2 separate regions of the Gossypium hirsutum genome follow, and region 2 is linked to region 1. The links are chromatin contacts, called in public Hi-C maps. All regions are on one chromosome and are shown on one strand. Each heading gives the region's core, a stretch centred on a gene start, on an enhancer-like site or on the middle of the called end of the contact. The rest is flanking DNA. Distances are from core to core; before and after follow the strand shown. Region 1 holds the start of LOC121210138 (cytochrome P450 78A7). Region 2 has its middle 9.0 kb from the start of LOC107955336.

Region 1 (2,700 bases), core at 159-2,658:
ATAGGATTTTATTAATCAAAATAGGGAATGATTATTATTCTTATCTAAAATTTATATTATAAATGAAATGAAACTTTAAATAGAGTCCTAAAATATATCCACTTCATTATCGATGTGAAATTTTAAGACATACATATGTAAAAAAAGTAGACCCTCCACGTATTTTTTTTAGAAGCTTCGATTTTAAACATTATATATAACATTCATTTAACAAAAAATTTCTAATAGAATCATTTATCAAGTCAATTTCATACTTAATTTGAAATTTTTTCGAATCGAATCGAGTCAAAAAATTTCGAGTCAAATCGAGTCGAGTTAACGAATCCTATTATTTATACTTAATGTTGTGTTTAGATAGACCGATTATTTAATTAGTAGATGAAGTACAAAATTATTTAACTATATGAACAATATAATGATTTAGTCTTTTAACTTAATGAGTAAACATTTATCAAAACCACGTAGTTTTACCTTTTAACTTAATTATTTTGAATTTTAACTTTTAATAAAGTAAACATTTATCAAAACTACGTAGTTTTGTCTTTTTTTATTCGGATTTTCGGATAACTCGAATTATGTAATTCATATTCGAGTTAAACCGAAAAACTTAATTTTTTATTCGAGTTGATCCAAATAACTTGATTAACTCAAATAACTCAAACTATTTAATTTAAAATTTAAATTTTTTATTAAATTTTTTGAATTGAATCGAATTTTGCTAACTCCACTTTAAAAAGCACTCGTGACAAGCAGTTATACGAAAAAATTAATCACTACCGACAATGTAGAACTTGAGTTTGACTAAAAAAATACTTGTGGTTAATTGTAGCATTGCAGTTAATAACCGGGAGCGCATTCAATATAATGTGTTTGAGCCATCTCATTCTCCACTGATGCATGTTAAAGGCTGCGGCCGGTACTGCATATATTGTAAAGCTTAGGCATTAAATTCAAACCGTCACAGCTCTCAATGCGTAATATTACTCGAACGCTTGAACGGCCTTAAGCGTTATTTCCCTTTCAGTTCATTGGGGTCGCCGTTTTCAGCCTCAGGGGGGGGGCGGGGTCTCTCATTTAATGTTCTCCTTTCCCTCGGGTCTCACAGTCTCAGTCATTGCTTTCTACTAAAATCTACTGTATAGTATTCCTACCGTTAAACATGTATCAGATATGGTCATAACGTCCCTTCCTCAACCCCCTCCACACAATTCGTTCTCAGATTTCCAACCCTTCTCTCTCTCATGCAACAGAGCTCTTCGTTTTCCTCTCTCCACGTGAAACTCTCCCCCTTCCTTCCTCTCCTTTCGTTATGTCACATCCATTTTTTTAACGCTTTCTACATAATAATATTATATTAACATCTTTAAATAATCACCAAACATATTTCTATATTATATATAGTATCCACCCCTTTCTTTCTTTTTCTACTCAGCATAAAGTAAAGCATCTTACTTCCTTTTTTCTTTAGTCTTTGTTCTTTAATGGAGTTGGGTTCGGTTTCAAAAGATACAAGCTGGTGGGTTTATACTCTTCCAGCTTTCTTTGGATCCAAAAATTTGTTCGATGGGTATGTTTTGTTTTCCCTCTTTATGGCATTTCTTTCCATTGCCCTTTTTTCTTGGGCTTTTGCTGTTGGTGGGATTGCATGGAAAAATGGAAGGAACCGAAAAGGTACCCTTCCTATTCCTGGTCCTAGGGGTTTCCCTGTTTTTGGTAGCCTCTTTACTTTGAGTCGTGGTTTGGCTCACCGTTCGCTTGCCGCCATGGCTTGGTCCAGGGCCAATACTCAGCTCATGGCTTTTAGCCTTGGTTCCACCCCAGTGGTCGTAGCTTCTGATCCCCACACGGCTCGCGAAATTTTAACTTCCCCTCACTTTGCTGACCGACCCATTAAGCAGTCCGCTAAAAGCCTCATGTTCAGTCGAGCCATAGGGTTCGCTCCCAACGGAACCTATTGGAGGCTTTTGAGAAGGATAGCTTCCTCCCACCTTTTTGCACCCAAGCGCATTTTAGCACACGAACCTGGTCGCCAGCTTGACTGTACTGTCATGCTGCGCAACATAGCGAACGAACAGAAGCTCCATGGCTCTGTTTGCTTAAGAAAACACCTCCAGTTTGCTGCTTTGAACAATATTATGGGGAGTGTTTTTGGCAGAAGATATGACCAGAGAAAAGACAGTGAAGAACTGGAAGAGCTTAGGGATATGGTAAGAGAAGGATTTGAACTACTTGGGGCTTTTAATTGGTCTGATTATTTGCCATGGCTGAGTTACTTTTATGACCCCTTTCGTATCAATCAACGTTGCTTGCAACTCGTTCCCCGAGTTAGGAAACTCGTCAAAGGCATCATTGAACAACACCGACAACTCAGTGAGTCCAAAATGCTGTCTGATAATGTTGATTTTGTAGATGTTTTGCTCTCTCTTGACGGTGAAGAAAAACTCCAAGAAGATGACATGGTTTCTGTTTTATGGGTTAGTAAATAGTAATAACATAGTAGAATTTCAATTTTTATGTGATCATTATTATTTGTATGTTCGAATACTGAGTTAAGTCGGTGAATTTTGGTTAGGAAATGATATTCAGAGGAACTGATACGACTGCTTTGTTAACGGAGTGGGTCATGGCTGAGTTGGTATTGCACCCGGAAGTACAAGCCAAGCTGCAACTTGAAATTGACAGTGCTACGAGGAACAAAAC
Region 2 (2,700 bases), core at 122-2,621, 47 kb before region 1:
AGTTCTTAGTTCAACCATTACAAAATAAAAAGGAAAAAGGAAAAAAGAAAGAAAGAGAAGAAACAGAAAGCATCTTTAATATAAGCATAAACAATAATTTTATAAACTAAATTAAGTTCAAATGGTTTTTTAATTGGTTCAACTGATTTTACACTAGTTTTATTCTCCTTCGATTTTTATGGTATCGGTTGAATTGATTAGGCCATCTACTTATTGTTCAATCGATTAATTTAATCTAGTTCTGACAACCATGGGCTAAAGAACAAATGAAAATTTAAAAAAAAAAATTAACCTTTTTTTAAATTTAAAAAACAGTTCAGGTGGCATAATATTATTGAGTAAGGGAATTTTTCTTAACAAATCAAATGTTTGAGGTGATTACTATAATGCAATCATAATTTGGGTATCAGTTTTGATCCTAAAAGATTTTAAGTTTTTCAACGAAAAAAATGTTATAATTACAAGACCAAATTTTTATTTAAGCCTGACTTTCCACAGTAAATTTGGACACCTTCAGTTAGGTTAAAATGTATAAATAATTAAGTGTATTAGAGTGAAAAGTGTAATTTAATTTAGTATGTGGAGGGGTTTTTTTCTAGAAAGAAAAGATTGCAAAAGTTGTTGAAAGTAATGCTTTAAAGTACGAGTATAATATAATCCTAATAAATATGTTCTTTTAAATTTCAAATTTTAAAATTGACATTACTTAAATACTCAAATGAATGAGGATATTTTTGTAATTATACCAAAATAAATATATGCTCGAATAACTAAGTTAGGAATCTTGAAATCGACATTATTGAAAGAACTTTACTTGAATTTAATACTGAATGAGAACACTTTTATGATTATACCAAAATAAATATGTGTTTGAGTAACTACAAAATATATTCAAATAAATATAAAACACAAACATACTAAAAATCAAAATACTTCCTATCATAATTATAATCAGAATCAATACATTATTTACTCCCCATGTAATATAAAATTAAATTTTCAAATATTACACAATTAAATGGATATTTAAACTGGGTAGTACACAGAATTTTAAATTTATTTGCTTTTTTAATTGTAAGATTTGAACATTTAAGCTTTATATTAAATTTCTTTCACTAAATTAGATACATAAATAATTATTATAATTAATGATAAAGTCGTATAGTTAGTGACAGATTGAATCTAATACTACAACCCCACCTTTGATTCCTATTGATTAATGATTGATTATTTTGTTCAATAAAAAAGTTGGCAAACCACTTTTTAGGGACATTGGACCCATTTGTGATCAACTCGAAGCCCATGCCCAAAGCTATGCAACCATTTCAGCAACAACATTAGGTCTACTTCAAAAAAGCCCAAAGTCAAATGTCCTTGGGTTATATCAACAAAAATGTAGACACATTTCACTAATACAATAGGATACAATTACAAACCAATACTATACATCATAGATAAAGTACCGTAAAAGATCCAACTAATTCGATCAAAAAATCTTCACCTACACACCACAATTACAAAAGATGTGATTCCAACTCTAAAACCTCCTTGTTTATCAACAATGCCATGTACTCACAGGCACTAATAACAATTTTTTTTTCTCTACCGTCTTTTCATGCATATTCATCGCCTCATATATATACAAAATCACCTCACTGTACTTAGTTAAGTGTAGCCATTTAATCATTGGCAAATACATCTATCGTAAATATATGATCAAATTAGTTTCTCTATTATTTAATGGGTCAATTTAATTTTTGCATTATTAAAAAAGAATCAAATAAGGTCAAATTATAATAAAGTTAACCTTTACTGTTTTAAAAATACCATTTATTGTTTAACAGAGTTAATACTTGTAAAGATTATATAATATAGTTCTATAAATGAAATCTTTTGTTTGGAATTGAATTGCAGTTGAAAAAATAATTATTTTCAATACAATTTTTCATATGGTAAATGTTAACTTTGTTACCAACAATCTTTAGGTCCAATGGCAAGAATAATATGTTGTAAACATGGGAGTTTGGGTTAATCTAAAAAAACTTTATTTCTCTCTCACAATTATCAATATATATATATTTCTATTACATTTTAATAATAAAAAAATTAATTTAATCATGTGTCTATAATATAAGAATACTTCAACCTCATCTAGCTAAATGATAAATCATAAATAAATAAAAAATACAATATTTTATGTATTAATTGTTTTTGAAAAATAACCTAATAGATATACTAACTTTTAATCCAATTTTATAAATGGATGGAGTTTTATATACTCTTATTAATTTGATGAAACTCTCTGTTGAAGTTAACTATACTATTTTTACCATAGTGGATTAATCTCAAATTGTCCCCTCACTAAGAATATAAAATAACATTAGATATAAATGAAGCAATTTTTTTTAAAAAAAATTATAATGGGTTATTTAATAAATGAAAGGATATTTTTAGTTATATTATTTATTTCACACTTAAATCACACAAATTTAAATTTTCATATTGTAAATTTTAATAAATTAAAAATTTGAGACACACAAATGCCGGTTGAATTGTTTTCATAAATAAAATTTGCACTTTCAAGTATTGAAGATGGGTCCTCAACTTCACTCTCATCCCTAGACATGTTTATATAATTAGAGAAATGATGAAAAGATTTACAACAAGTTTGATTGGAGGAATAGAATAGATAAGTAATAA

Evidence for each region. A called contact is a pair of places that touch in the nucleus more often than the background predicts.
Region 2: a Hi-C map of leaf shows a contact between it and region 1, with 2.2 times the contacts expected there. The contact joins the enhancer-like site here to the promoter of LOC121210138 in region 1. A contact is called at or near these places in 5 of 34 Hi-C or Micro-C datasets (leaf and petal).

What each region holds. Positions count from the first base shown.
Region 1 is chrA02:99,858,880-99,861,579 of Gossypium_hirsutum_v2.1, reverse strand. It overlaps LOC121210138 (cytochrome P450 78A7), which reads left to right and starts at 1,408. Exons shown (of 2, transcript XM_041082303.1): 1 at 1,408-2,474; 2 at 2,573-2,700. The coding sequence starts at 1,482.
Region 2 is chrA02:99,905,747-99,908,446 of Gossypium_hirsutum_v2.1, reverse strand. No RefSeq gene overlaps it. Among protein-coding and RNA genes, the nearest start is that of LOC107955336, 9.0 kb to the right of the region's middle. Within about 2 kb of position 1,371, at least 2 of the 9 cell types and tissues checked have an H3K27ac peak or open chromatin away from gene starts, as enhancers often do. A contact at or near this core is called in leaf, where this site is marked.